2 separate regions of the Mus musculus genome follow, and region 2 is linked to region 1. Evidence: chromatin contacts called from public HiChIP or PLAC-seq data. All regions are on one chromosome and are shown on one strand. The core of a region is the stretch at or near the end of the contact, and the rest is flanking DNA. Distances in the headings are between cores, read along the strand shown.

The links. HiChIP or PLAC-seq counts read pairs in DNA pulled down with a chosen protein or histone mark.
Region 2: an H3K27ac HiChIP or PLAC-seq map of microglia shows a contact between it and region 1, with 6 times the contacts expected there. The contact joins the enhancer-like site here to the promoter of Ankrd39 in region 1. A contact is called at or near these places in 3 of 39 promoter capture datasets (cranial neural crest, hippocampal neurons and liver), 2 of 115 datasets of contacts at active chromatin or transcription factors (extraembryonic endoderm stem cells and microglia) and 1 of 9 other capture datasets (liver).

The regions. Positions count from the first base shown.
Region 1 is chr1:36,542,398-36,550,163 of GRCm38.p6, reverse strand. Ankrd39 (ankyrin repeat domain 39) reads left to right here and starts at 2,912. Exons shown (of 4, transcript NM_026241.4): 1 at 2,912-3,078; 2 at 7,299-7,402. The coding sequence starts at 2,979. Sema4c (sema domain, immunoglobulin domain (Ig), transmembrane domain (TM) and short cytoplasmic domain, (semaphorin) 4C) reads left to right here. Exons shown (of 15, transcript NM_001126047.3): 15 at 1-1,525. The coding sequence ends at 625.
Region 2 is chr1:38,008,739-38,016,504 of GRCm38.p6, reverse strand. The region is part of intron 1 of Eif5b (eukaryotic translation initiation factor 5B); the gene reads right to left. Among named protein-coding and RNA genes, the nearest start is that of Eif5b, 15 kb to the right of the region's middle. Within about 2 kb of position 3,789, at least 68 of the 459 cell types and tissues checked have an H3K27ac peak or open chromatin away from gene starts, as enhancers often do. A contact at or near this core is called in microglia, where this site is marked.

The sequences.
Region 1 (7,766 bases), core at 1,663-4,162:
TTGCTATTCAGAGGAGCAGGGGACAAGACTGGCTGCAGAAAGCTACCTTGTTGCTGTCGTGGCCGGCTCGTCGGTGACACTGGAGGCACGGGCTCCCTTGGAAAACCTGGGGCTCGTGTGGCTCGCTGTGGTGGCCCTGGGGGCTGTGTGCCTGGTGCTGCTGCTGCTGGTCCTATCGCTCCGCCGGCGACTTCGAGAAGAGCTAGAAAAGGGTGCCAAGGCATCTGAGAGGACACTGGTGTACCCCTTGGAACTGCCCAAGGAGCCTGCCAGTCCCCCCTTCCGTCCTGGCCCCGAAACTGATGAGAAACTTTGGGATCCTGTCGGGTACTACTATTCGGATGGCTCTCTCAAGATTGTGCCTGGTCACGCCCGGTGCCAGCCTGGGGGTGGGCCCCCTTCCCCACCTCCTGGCATACCTGGCCAGCCTCTGCCTTCTCCAACTCGGCTCCACCTAGGAGGTGGTCGGAACTCAAATGCCAATGGTTATGTGCGTTTACAGTTGGGCGGAGAGGACCGAGGAGGATCTGGGCACCCACTGCCTGAGCTCGCGGATGAATTACGACGGAAACTACAACAGCGCCAGCCGCTGCCTGACTCCAACCCAGAGGAGTCTTCAGTATGAGGGGACCCCCCCACCTCATTGGCGGGGGGGGGTCTCATGGGAGGTGCACTCTTAACTTTTGCACAGGCACCAGCTACCTCAGGGACATGGCAGGGGCACTTGCTCTGCCTGGGACAGACACTGCCCAGCATTTGCCCGGCCGTGAGGACCTGCTCAGCATGGGCACTGCCACTTGGTGTGGCTCACCAGGACTTCAGCCTCACAGGAGACACACCCTCCTCTGTGAATTTGAGACATGTGGGACCCCAGCAGCCAAAACTTTGCAAGGAAGAGGTTTCAAGATGTGGGCGTGTTTGTGCATATATGTGTTGGTATGCATGTGGAAGAATGTGTGTGTGTGTGTGTGTGTGTTGTAACTTTCCTGTCTCTATCACGTCTTCCCTTGGCCTGGGGTCCTCCTGGTTGAGTCTTTGGAGCTATGAAGGGGAAGGGGGTCATAGCACTTTGCTTCTCCTACCCCCAGCTGTCCCAAGCTTTGGGGCAGTGATGTACATACGGGGAAGGGAAGGACAGGGTGTTGTACCCCTTTTGGGGGAGTGCGGGACTCGGGGGTGGGCCTAGCCCTGCTCCTAGGGCTGTGAATGTTTTCAGGGCGGGGGTTGGGGGTGGAGATGGAACCTCCTGCTTCAGGGGGAGGGGTGGGCAGGGCCTCCCACTTGCCCTCCGGGTTCGGTGGTATTTTATATTTGCGCTCTTCTGACAGGGCTGGGAAGGGTTGTTGGGGGAGGGAAGGGAGGAGGTGGGCATGCTATGGATACTGGCCTATCCTCTCCCTGCTCTGGGAAAAGGGCTAACAGTGTAACTTATTGTGTCCCCACATATTTATTTGTTGTAAATATTTGAGTATTTTTATATTGACAAATAAAATGGAGAAAATGAAATTTAACCCTGCCACACAGATATTTTGACTCAAACCCACTTATTGACCTAAGAGGGACTCATCCTTTGGTCTGGGCCATCATGGTCTTAATGCCTGTCCGTGCATCTCTGGAGGGGCCAGCTGAGACTCAAGTGTTTTCCCACAGTGATGCCTATGGGACTGGGAGCCAGAGCAGGGCTACTCTGCTTGGGAGCTGGACTTGGCCTGGTGCCACAGGGAAACAAGGCAGAGCGTTCGGGAAGAGGAGGAGAAGGAGACGGTCTTCCCAGAACTATAGGGAGGGTGAGCAGGGAGTCAGGGGCTGAAGGAGAGGCTTCTCAAGTTGTGTGGACAGTGTCTTTATAAAGATGGAGATTAGGACAAGCTCCGTGGGAGGGGAAGAATGCTAGTCTCGAATGTCCTATCTGGGTAGGGATAGTCCCCTATTGCCACCCAGTCAGTATCAAGCCCTTGTCTTAGTGAGGGAGTGGTGTAGGCCCAGATGTTCCTGGGAAAAACAACAGGCCCAGCCTGGATTCATTTCTGAGCGCCCTTAATGAGAGCTGCCTGCCAATCGGATTTCGAGAAGGAAAATAGGAAGGAGGAAAAAAAAAAGACATTTTAAGATTTTGTGTTGTGCTAAATTTGATGCTGTTGTTGGCTGCAATTTGGACACACCTGGTTTAGATCAATCTAACCGGTACATAGGAACAGAGACCACAGTGAGCTCTCTGCCCACCCTTAGCTGCCACCCCACCCCCCACCCCCCATACACTTGGATGACCCTTGAGCAGGCTGCTGTTTCCCTGAGTGTGGGTCAGAAGAGGCTGGGAAATACTTGAGTGTGTTTCCCTTAGCTCAGTTGTCTGCCCAGTGGGTGTTGGCAACCAGCGCCCACTGAGTGGGCAGAGGCTTAAGCACAAAGGTGGTCTACCAGGTCCTTGCCCTCAGGCCACCTGCTTCCTGATGGATTGCTAAAGAACGAGGGTCAGAGTGTTAGTAGCTTTCTGGCGGGTCACTGATCTGACCATGGATGGCCTACAGCTCAAGTGATGCTTGGGAGATGAGAGAGGGACTATGGGCCGCGTCTAGAGTCCTTGTGCCCTGGGGAACCTGCGAGGCCTCGGTTCTGGCGAATGCGACATAAACACTACCAGACAGGCCAAGCTGCCTGGTCCCCTCACCCTACAAGGCGAGGCTGCACGAACTGTCCTGCCTCCTCCCGGGGAGCTCAACGGATTCCCGAGCCTTTGCTCTTCCTTGTGCTTAGTTAGCCTTGGGCGCCCTCCCGTGGTAGCAAAGCAGCAAGGCTCAGTCTATCCAGCCACACCTCACCACTTTCATTGGTTGCTAAGCTAAGGTCTAAATGCAGGATTGGTTGGCCTGGGGCGAGGAGGCGGGACTCGAAGGTCAACTACGGACGTCGAGTGGTCAACCTGGGACGGAGGGGTGGGCATTTCGTAGGAGCGCTTGGCTGCAGTCCCGGCCGCCGGGATGGCGGCGCCGCACCTTTGCGCGGATGGCTCCTGCTGCTCTCACCCTAGTGCGGTGCCCGGGGTACAGCAGACGCTGGAGGAGATGGACTTCGACAGGGGTGAGAGGGGTGAGGCGGCCGCGTTGCCGGCGGCGGGCAATCTCCAGCCCCATCTCCGGGAACGTGGACTGAAGGAGGCCTCGAACCGTGTTTGGAGCTTCCGGGCCTGGTGCAGGAAGGCTGGCTTCAAAGCGTGGCAGGAAGCCCCTCGACTACTCCGTCTCGAGTGCGGACGGGTAAATTGAGGCATTGGTTTCTGAACTGGGTCTGGAGACCAACCCAGCTAGGAGACAGCCTGGTCAGGTGACAGAGGAGCTAGGGAAAGAATCTGCAGTTGGTGGTTCGTATCCACCGGGGAGGTCAGGGCAGCTGGCCCTTGCTGCTCTCGGGTGTGAGTGTACAAGTTTTAGCAATGACAGTGATCTCGAAAGATTTACTGTGGAGCGCAGGGGTGTGACTGTTTTGTCCAAAATCATACAGAGATTTTGCTATTAGCAGTGGTCCCTGTTCTTCTGTGCCGGTTACCATGTTATCCCCAGGAACAGGTAGTTTGTGCAGTTGTAGCAAGGTTGTCATCAGTGTAGGGCTGATGATACGGAACACTTGATGGTTACCATAGGAATGGCTTCCTAGCGGGCGGCGTTTCTCTACACCTCTGCTACCCCCATCTTTTGGACTAGGGACATAATAGGACTCCCCGCTTCCTCCTCTTGAAGTGTTTTCTCCGCTGTACCTTTAGAAAATAACAAATGAGATGATTACATTTACGCTTTTTTTAATTTAAAGACTATTTATGTGCATTTAGCTCCTGGAGGCCAGAATAGGGCTTCAGATTCCCTGGAATTGGCAGTTACAGATGTGACCAGCTGAGAAACAACCCTGGTCCTTTGCAGAGCAGCCAGAGCGCTCTCTCTCTCTCTCTCTCTCTCTTTTTTTTTTTTTTTTTTGAGACAGGGCTTCTCTGTATAGCCCTGGCTGTCCTGGAACTCACTTTGTAGACCAGGCTGGCCTCGAACTCAAAAATCCGCCTGCCTCTGCCTCCTGAGTGCTGGGATTAAAGGCGTGCGCCACCACCGGCCTGGTGCAGACAGAACTCTTAACTGAGCCGCCTCTCCAGCGCCTCCTATTGCGTTTAGTTCCCCAAGCCAGACTGACTGTTGTGTTTCTGTACCTCTTTATGGTTCTCACCCTTGCAGCCATCACCCTTATGTTTCTAAAATATGCAAGCCCTCTGTCCGATGACATGGTCTGTTTTGTTTGTTAGTCCGCTTCAGGCTGACTGAGGCTTTCCCGCCAGCATTCAGTTCTATGGCACTTCTTCAGGGACCCCCCTTCCTTAGAGAGTCCTCAACCTGGGGACAATTATGCCCAGTTTAGGTCTAGAGATATTTTTGTGTGTCACAGCTAATCTGACCCGCACAGGTTGGCTCCCCACAACAGACATGATCTGCCTCAAAATGTCAGCCCTTCCTGTGTGGAGGAAGAAACCTTGTGGTATTCAAAGCCCTGGCATTTCCACTCTGGTTACCCTGTTACCTTAATGCTTTGCTCTCTTTGTAGCAGTTTGGACTGACTCAAAGGCTGAGACGGGAAGGTCACAGTTCAAGGCCAGTTCAAGGCAGAGCATGTTAGACACTTTGTCTCAGAAATTGTTTGTTATCACCTGCTGCAATTTTATCAGCTTATTCTTTTATTTATTTTTCACATGTGATAAAGATACCTATTATGTGAATTTTTTTTTTCTGTAAAGCATGGGGTTTATTTATTTATTTTTTTAGTTTTGAATTAAATCTGTTTTGGTGACTTTCTTTGTGTATGTATGTGTGCTATGTTTTGTTTTGTTGGTCCATCTCTCCCCACCCCACAACCACAGGGTCTCACTATATAACTCTGGCTGTCCTGGAACTCATTTTGTAGATCAAGCTGGCCTCGAACTCACAAAGTGCCATCTGTTTCTGCTTCCCTGGTGCTGGGATGAAGGTGTGCACCATTACTGCCTGGCCCTAGCAACTAACTACTCTTGACTACTGAGCCATCTCTTTGATTACATCTTTGATTACATATATATATACATATACATATATATATATATCACAAGTAAAAAATATACAGTATATATAATTATATATATACAAATTATACAGCCATCTCTTTGATTACAGATATATATGTGTATGTGTGTGTATATATATCACAAGTAAAAAAATAAACAAAAATATAATTATTTATATATACAAATTATATATGCACACACATGTTTAACGTATATGACTGTTTTGCCTGTATGTATGCACTATGCATATGCCTGGACAGGAGATTGGATCCCCTGAAGCTGGAGTTACAGATGGTTGTGAGCCACCTTATGGGTGCTAGGAATCAAACCCAGGTCTTCTGAAGAATGAGTTTCATCAGAGCAACAGTTCCTGAACCAGCTCCTCTCCGGCTCTCCAGCTCTGGTTGTTGTTGTTTTGATTTTTTTTTTTTTTTTAGATTTTTTTAAAAAATTTATTTATTATATCTAAGTACACTGTAGCTGTCTTCAGACGCATCAGAAGAGGGCATCAGATCTCATTATGGATGTTTGGGAGCCACCATGAGGTTGCGGGATTTGAACTCAGGACCTTAGGAAGAGCAGTCAGTGCTCTTAACCATTGAGCCATCTCTCCAGCCCCCTTGTTTTGATTTTTTGAGACAGGGTCTCACTGTGTAGCTCTGGCTGTCCTGGCACTCATTCTGTAGACCAAGCTGTCCCTGAACACAGAGATCTGCCGGCCTCTGTCTTTACAGGCCTCTGGCATTACAGGCGTGTGCTACCATGCTCACATCATGGTTATCTTTATTTCTGTATAATTCTCATCTCTTCAACCAGTATCTTTCCCATTTGTGGGAGCAGAAGAAACCCTGAGTGAATGTGTGTTACCGACATGAGCAGGACATGCTAAGGACCAGAGCCTCAGACCTATAGGGAAATGGCACCTGCACACACACTCACACACCACACACACACCAACACCAGGGGTGGGTCCAGGCTCAGAGGGGCAGTAAATCCTTCCTCTGGTCCATGTGCAGATGTTGACAATATGTGTAGAAAATGCCCACCATTTCTCCCCCTGAGTGTTTTTTACCTGAAGGCTGCTCCCCTGCAGAGACCGCTCCTACTGAGATTAGCTACAGCTGCCTCCTTGTTCATCTGTTTGTAATAACCCCACCTCCTTGTTCATCTGTATACAACCCCACCTCCCTCTTCGGCTGTATTTCCATAACCTCACCTCCTTGTTCGTCTGTCTATAATAACCCCGCCTCCTGTTCGGCTGTCTGTAACTACTCTGCCTCTTTGATACAATGACCTTGATTATCTGTTCAACTGTTTCTAATAACCATGCTAAGCTTTTGGGATACTGTAGATTTCCTTCAGAGTCCACCAGTCCCAGCTTCCCCACTTCTCTGTGTGTCTGGGCTCCAAGTTCCTGGGGCCATGCAAGGACATGGTGCCCGTTTCCGCCACTTCCATCTTGCGTACCTCTCTGAAATTCCTTTTGGAAGTATGTTGGTCTGTGTTCTCTCCCCTGTTTTCTTGTCTCTTTTACCCGTGCTTTGTGCTGCATTGTGTGCAAAGCCTAAGCTACTAGTTAATTCTCTCACCCACTGGGTTTGTAGCATTGGTTGACCTATTTGTGATCATTTCATTTCAATAACTGTACTCAGTTTGTGATTAGGACATGTTGGGTGTCAGGGTATGAGCTCTGATGTCAGAGGGCACTTGCCAGAGTCAGTTGTGCCCTTCCACTGTGTAGGTGGAGTGGATTGAACTCCGTTAGTCAGGCTTGGCTCTTTACCTGCTGAGCCGCTGTTCCTTGATCAGCTGTTTTGAGACATGGTTTCTCTGTATAGCCCTGGCTGTGGTGGAATTCACTGTGTAGACCAGGCTGGCCTCGAACTCAGAGATCCACCTGCCTCTGCCTCTCTGCCTCTGCCGGGATTCAAGGCGTGCACTGCCACCCCTGCAGCTGCCCCTACCGCCCGCTGCCCCTGCCGCCGCTAGCACCAGCTGCCCGGGCAGCAGCAACTATCCCTTTTATGATAGCTCCAGATTACAACAGTCTTAGCATGGGTTTCTGACCTGCTTCCTGGGGGTAATATAGATACAGCATTCCAAGCTTTACCTTACAGATGTTGAAACTTCAGTCAAAAGGTAGAAGAAATGCTTTAAAGAAATGGGAATTAAAAGAAACAAATATCACCATGCAACACTGCTCAGCGCTTTGACTGTCTTTCTGCAGGAATCTGGTCGGCTGCCCTGAATGGAGACCTGGGCCGTGTGAAGTATTTCATCCAGAAGGCCACAGACCCTAGCCAGCCAGATTCTGCCGGCTACACCGCACTGGTGAGCTCTGGGAAAAGGCCTTAACTCCGTCCGGGCTGCTGCTCTCCCTTTATTTCCAGCCAAACTCTTGTCTCTCTGTGCCTCTGTCTCTCTCCCCCCAGCCCCCGTGAGTGCGTGTGTGCGTGCCTGTGTATGCATGTGTATGTATGCGTGCCACCATGTGAGGTCTGGGCCTAGAACTTAAGCCCTCAGACTTGGTGGTAAGTACTTTCACCGAATGGGTCATCTCCCTGGTTCACTGGTTTGGTTTGGTTTTTGGTGGTGGTGGTGGTGGTGGTGGTTTTGGTTTTGGTAAGGGTTCACCCTCCTGGGTACTGAGAATCTGTATTAACGTATGCCACCTCGCCTAGCTTTAAAGTTTATT
Region 2 (7,766 bases), core at 2,540-5,039, 1.5 Mb before region 1:
AGGCGTTCATAAGAAGTCCTCTCTACAGGCTGGAGGGACGGCTCAGCAGTAAAGCGCTCACTGCTCTTGCAGATGACCTGGTGGTTCACAAGCATCTGTCACTCCAATTCCAAAGGAACCAATGCCCTTTTCTGGCCTCCTCCAACACTAGGCACACATGGGTTGTACAGACATAGATCCAGGCACAACAACTATATACATACAATAAAATTCTATTTTAAAAGAGACATCAAAAGCTTTTATGGAACAGAGGAACACTTTAGATATTGTTTAATCTGGTAAGAACTTCTAAAGAAAAATACATTAACTGCTTCCTTACAATAAAAAGACTGTTTAAATAAATACTGACAAATACCAAATTTAATTTCAAGAAACTTACTAGAGGATAGGAACTGTAAATCTAGAAATAAAGGAACTTAGTACTTTCATGAAAAGTTGAAGAGAATTAAAATACTTGATACTTTCATGTGGCTCTGAACAGTTTAAACGCACCACATCTATCCTGGGGAAGTGAGGAGTGGAAAACTTCCTAGTAAAGCAGCTTGGAAACAAGCAACCCAGAAGGGAAAGACATTAACTCGGCAAGGAGGATGGATGGTACAGATAATAATGGTAGTGTACAAATGAAGAAAACAAAACTTCAAAATACAAAGTTTGTGACATTGAAGCTTGGTGATGAGGTTTTAGACAAAACCCAAACAAAAGGCACAAGCCATGAAAGAGCAATAAGGCTGTATTAAAATGAAACACTTCTGAAGAAGACACTGTTAAAAAAATGAAAACACAAAACAAAGTGGGAACGATATTTACAAAATAATATGCTATTAAACACTTGTGTCTAAAATACACACAGAACTCCTAAGTGCACTCAACTAAATATGGGTAGAAGATATGAACAGTTATATTGCCAAAAGGCAAACAAGTTGCAAACAATATAAATGAAAACAAAGCTCAGTAAAAGAAAAATGGAATTAAGACAAGGAAGGAGATGGTGTTCTCTATTCCAAAGGCTAAAATCCAAGTAACTGAAAGTGTCAGATGCTGATGAAAGCACAAAGGTGATGTAAGAGACAGACAAGCCTGAAGCATCTTGTAATGCCAGAAAGTAAGAATTGGATTAAATAAGACAAGAAAGTCAGCACGTGCACACACAATGCTAGGTATGTGACACGTGGGAACATGAACAACTCAAGGAGCTCCAACCACTACTGAAAACAGCAAAGTAGTTAACTAGAGCAACTAATTAAACACAGTATTAAATTATAAGTCAAGGGATGGTGGAATAGCTCAGTGGCTGCTAGCATGATCTATCTGCCTACACACGTAAGACATCAGACTTGATCCGCAGGACTACAAAACAGTAAAGAAATCTGACTTATAAGACAAAGTAATAAAATAACAGCCACTAACTAGTTCATGCTGAGATGAACAAATGGATGAATGAGGAAGAAACAAAAGCTAAATAAAACTCCATATCTGGGGGTAGAACATCAATTCCCACTCCTAATACTGTGGGTGTGCATAGATAAAATGAGGCTAAAGAAAAATTTACCACAAAACATGTGGTACATATTTAACAGTCAGTAAAAACAAAAGAAATCTAAACAAACTCAGCATTACAGCTAATTCATACCAGTTTCTTAATTGTAGCAAGTGCATCATGCTGCTATGTTAACAAGGTGTGGTGGTTTGAAGGACACTGGCCCCCATAGACTCACACCTTTGAATACTGGTCTGCAGTTAGAACTGTTTGGGGAAGATTAGGCTTAACTGGAGGTGTGTCAGTGGTGCAGGCCTGAGGCTTCCATTTGCACCATTCTGAGTTCAGAGAGTGACTGACTGATCCTGATGTCATGATTTTGCTTCACTCTTTAACCCTCTGACATTGTAAGTCCCATTCAATGTTTTCTTTTATAAGCTACCATGGTCATGTTATTTATCAACAGCATAGAAAAGGAACTACTGCACAGGGAAAATCAGGACTGGATAGACAAAGATTTTGCACATGTATATTTCTGTATCTCTGTGTGCAGGTATGTACATATGTATGCAGATGCATACAGAGACCAAAAAAGGGGCTGGATCCCTTGGGGTTAATAGGTATTTATGAGATATTCAAACTGTGTGCTGGGAACTGAGCTTAGGGCCTCTGGAAGAGCAGTACACACCCACTCCTGAGCCATGTAGACAGCTCCCTGAAAGTTATTTTTTAAAAATTCACCTGAAGAAAGGAAATCATGTCATTTAAATCTACTCCAAGGCAAATATTAAAATTTAATAAAACATGCACATAAATTGTATGTTAAAAAACAAAAAATGCTGGCGAGATGATGGCTCAGTGGTTAAGAGTGCCGACTTCTCTTCCGAAGGTCCCGAGTTCAAATCCCAGCAACCACATGTTGGCTCACAACCATCCCTAACGAAATCTGATGTCCTCTTCTGGAGTGTCTTAAGACAGCTACAGTGTACTTACATACGATAAGTAAATAAATCTAAAAAAAAAAAAAACAAAAAATGGCAGGGCAGTGGTGGCACATGCCTTTAATCCCAGCACTTGGGAGGCAGAGGCAGGTGGATTTCTCAGTTTCAAGGCCAGCCTGGTTTATATATGGAGTTCCAGGACAGCCAGGGCTACAACACAGAGAAACCCTGTCTCAAAAACAAACAAACAAACAAAACACAAAAACCATAAAATGTTGATGAAAGAAATACAAAGAGACAGAGGAATCACATCTGTTGATAGAAGACTACCAAAAACCACTTAACAAAATTCTCTCCAATATTATACAAAGGCTTAATGAAAACCCAGGAAAGATTTTTAAGACATGGATAGTACAGAAAATTATAAAATTTATATGAGAGGGCAAAACACTTAGAATAGTTAAGAGAATGTTTTTCCTTTTTTGTGAGAAAATAAGGTGGGGAGCAAAAATTCCAAGGCTTATAATGTAGCTGACAAAAATACACAAAACTATACTGGAATTCTGATAAAATACAAATGCCTGGAACAGAAGGAAAACCAAAACCAGCCTCCATGAAGGTAGCCTCACACAAGTGTGCTCATCCTCCTTGTATATAGGACAAAGGCCATTGACAAGGAAGCTAACCTTCCCACAAATGAGATGGTGCAAATGAACATCCTCAACAAAAGATTATAGTCTCTGTATGAGGCACTCTGTGATTTAAAAAACAGAACCTCTGGGAAAATAGAGGAAATAAACTGAAACTCATCAAAATGAAGAACTCTTGGAGTTGGAAAGACCATAGACGTGACCTGAGGAAAACAAGCTCCAGAGTCGGGGCAGGAGATCGAGAAGTGCTTATCTGAAAAACAGCTAATTCCAGAATGTGTTCAAAAACATTCAAAACCCAACTGCAAAATACCCAATAGTCCAATTTGAAAATCAGCCAAATGAAAGGGATACAATTAAAGACACTCCATGTTAGTCATTGGGAAATGGGAGCTTCCCACTGGACAGCAATCAGAATGCCACAGTGTACACCATCACAACGCCACATTCCCAACATGGTCACAATGCTAGTCAGAGTGTAGGGAACTGCACGGGTCACCAAAGGATGTGAACAGGCACATGTGGGGTATGCAGGGGGAGCTGGTGCTGGAACACACAGAATATAACCAGCCCCAGCCCTGATGCTCTGAATCTTAACTGTGGAAATGTCTACACAAATCTACAGACATGAATGATGATAATACATACCACAGTAAACATACACAAGAGTGTAAATGAAACCAAGCATTTGACTATGACCAGTGGCTTTTATCAGTTCCAACATGTGAGTCATGCCATCATGACACAGCTTTAGGATTATCACAACAAACTAGGAAATAGACACTGAGTTCTATCATTTCTTACAAGTACATATGACTCTGTAACAATCCCCAAACAAAAGATCAATTCTTTAGACAGGATAAATTAATACTATTAACAAAATTAAAGTCTAAAGAAATATTTGCAATATAAGCACATGAAGGATTGTCCTATAATACTTCAGCTTCCTACAAGCCTTTAAGTTGCAAAAATGCCCAATAAACACATGACAAGATGGTCAGTATTACAGAATAAAGTGTAAGCTACATCGAGGCGTCATCACCACTGCCCATCTGCTAGAGTAAGGACCAGGAAACAAGCACTGAGAGGACAGGGACAGCTGACACTCACCCGCCCCCATAGGCAAAGCAGAAGTGGCACAGTCAAATTGGGAAGACAGTTTCAAGTCCTCTTAAAGCTACATGCAAGCAAGCACCCTCTCCCTCTCCCACATACCATCCCCCTCTCCCTCCCCCTCCCCCATCCTTCACCCCTCCCCCTCCCCCCCACTCCCTTACCTCTAACCATATGACCCTGCAAGCTTACTCCTAAGCATTCACCAGAGTAGTATGTGTCCACACAAAGACTTGTATGCAAATGTTTAGAGCAATTTTATTCATAATCATGAAAGCTACAAACTTCGAACACCTGTAAGATAGTTTCAAAATAGCCAAGACCCACCCAGCAGAGTATTCCACAATTAAAGGGGGCAAGAATGCTGATGCATGCACCAGCACAGAGGACTCTCAGTCACTACACTAAAGAAAAGCCAATCAGGAAATGCTGACTACAAAGCATCACTCCTCCAAGTAGCACACCCCATCTCTAGCAAGGGAAAGCATGACAGAACTAGGCACGGGGTGCAGCTCAGCGATAAGCTCGCTTGCCAGTGTGTGTGAGCCTCCGGGTTTGATTCCTAGAACTTAACCACAGCGACTCCTAGACAAAGCCTTCTGTAGGGAGATCACTTACCAAAGGTCCTAAGCAAATGGTCTACTTACTCACAGGGACATGACCTAGCCCATTGATTGTACACTTGAAATGTGCACATTTTATATTACTTACACCTCAAAAAATGTGTTTGCTCAATTTCCAGATTATAAAAACCATAAAGGATCAATAGAGAACATATTTAACAATTTAAAACAGTTAAAACTAAAATTACATACACGCCTAAAAATTATTTATCCATTTTTTAACTTATGACAATACCTAATCTTTTACATTAACAATGTAATGTGTAGTTAAAATTATGTTACTATGGACATTTTTTTTTTTTTTTTTTTTGGTTTTTCAAAACAGGGTTTCTCTGTATAGCCCTGGCTGTCCTGGAACTCACTTTGTAGACCAGGCTGGCCTCGAACTCAGAAATCTGCCTGCCTCTGCCTCCCAAGTGCTGGGATTAAAGGCATGCACCATTTTAAGACATCTTTTATTTTAAATATATAATTTATTTTATGTCCATTGCCTCAATGTATGTCTGTGGGAGGATGTCAGAAGCCCTGGAACTGCAGTTACAGATAAGTGTGAGCTGTCAAGTGGATGATGGGAAATTGAATCTGGGTCTTCTGGAAGAGTAGCCAGTGTTCTTCACCACTGAGCCATCTCTCCAGCCCCAAGACATATTTCTTAATAATGTGTGTTTAAGTATGCACTCAGCATTGGTATTTGGTATTTCTCCTTGCACCACATGTTCCTTTCCATTGTAGATCTCCATAGGAGTTATTACTAATAATCAAAAATACTAGCAGCAACAATATAAAAATATTGCAATTAAGATATATACGCATTTAGAGACCAGTATAAAATCTTCCCTTTTAAGGAAACAAGGTCTCCCTGGCTGGCCTGGAATCATGAGTTCAAAACCGAAGTAAGCAACAAGACTCTGCCTCCAAAACAAACAAACACACACCAAAAAACAACCCACCCCCCCAAACCAAAACCCAAAAACCCAAGTAACAACAATGCTCAAAATTTCTCTGATGCTCTCTGGTGGTTTGAATGAGAAGGACCCCTATAAGCTCAAGTGTTTGAATGCATAGGCCCCAATTAGACCAACTATTTGGTAAAGATTAGGAGATGTGGCCTTGTTGAAAGAGGTGTGTGTGTCACTGTGAACTGACTTTCAGGTTTCAAAAGCCCATGCTCGGCCTAGTGTGTATCTGTGTGTCTGTGGTCCCTCTCTCTCCTTCCCCTGCTGCCTGTGGGTCAGGATATGAATCTCCCAGCTACTGCTCCAGCACTGTATTTGTCTGCCTCCCACCATGATGATAATGGATTGAACCTCTGGAACTATAAGCAAACCCACAAGTATGCTTTCTTTCTAAAAGGCGCCTTGGTCATACTGTCTCTCTGCAGCAATAGAAGAATAACTGAGCCATGCTCTGAAGTAAAAGTTTAGTGACTGCTTATCAATAGAACATGACAGAAGTAATGTTAAGAGTTTCCAGGCCAAGGCCTTAAAGCCACAGTTTCTCCTTTCTGTCTCTTTGCTCTCTGCCAGGTAGTGTGATGCTCAAGTCACACCAAGAGGTCAAGTTCAGGTTCCAATGGCAAGTCCAGAGGAGGTTCCAAAGAAGAGCCATTATCAACCACCAGAGGAGGTTAAATTTTTCATAAAGCAAGCTTAAGAATGGCTCCATTACAGCCACCATGACTGTATAATCACAGAAAAAGCCAGCCAGAAAACATAGTTAATGCCCAGGACTACAAAAAAATGATAATTGTCATTAAGCCCTTTAAGTTTGAGATGATTTGTTAGGACAGATGTGGTATACCAATTTCCTCTGAGAATAAAACATCCCATCATTTAAGGAAGCGCAAAGTAAACAACTCAAATAGCTTCAAGAAGTCCCTGAAACTGACCAAACTCACAAGCCAGACTCCCGACACTCACCTCCACCATCAGTAAGCAATAAAGAAGGGCCTAGAGTCACTCACAGACTAGCCAAACTGCAAAGCAGACTGTGAGACCAGACCAGATGGCAGGAAGAAGCAGACAACAGCCAAGCTGCCTGAAGTTTAGACCAACTGAGTCACCTAGAAAGGACACTCTCCAACCTACTGAGCTCTCTGCCGGCTGTGGAGTATGCTCCAGGTTCCCCACTTTTATGAGCTGTCACTCATGCTGAGGTGGGCTCCTATAAGTAACCCAATACAATTCATTGTTCCACCAAGTTGGACTTGGTCTCTGTATTTTGGTCTTTCATGATCTCTGTATTTGAGGTGAATAGACATGTGCCTCCCCGTGAAAGTCTTGTTTTACAGTAACACAGTAATAACTGGGACATTCCTGTATTTCTTTCTACTCCTAGCCTGAAGAAAAGCCAAGTATGTTTATAGAAGGAATCAAAATCCAAACACTCTTTCATCTACCCACCACTGTCTAAAATCCCAAAGTGCCAAGGAAAGGGAAGGCCAGACTAAAGCCTGTTGCTGCCTCTCTTTATCCTACCTTGCTCTGTTTCTCTCTCCTCGAACACTTTCAGCAACATTCAAAAAAGGAAAGGCAGGAAGAGAAAGCCTACTCTTTACTCAGCAGCTCCAGTATCAAAACTGGAACACCTGTTCCTCCCCGTTGGCATCTCCCTTCTCCGGCTTCTCCTTACTCCTGATCTCCAGCCCTACCTCAGACCTGAACAAAAATCCAGAACTCACTGCTCCCCTACCAATCCCAACAGCTCTTATTCCCAGCTATGCTGTTAAAAGATCTATCTCCAGTACTATAGCCCCTCAGTTAACTAAGAGCTACGTGTGTGCACAACAAACACACACAAAATCAGCCCCACCCCTTCATCCCAACTTAACAACATCCTTATGGTGCAGTAACACCTTTATAGAAACCAGAAACCCCATCACCATTACAATGCACAGTACAACAAACACAAAGTATCCTTATTCCCTCTACAAACACAAACTAATATTTACTGTTTTAAT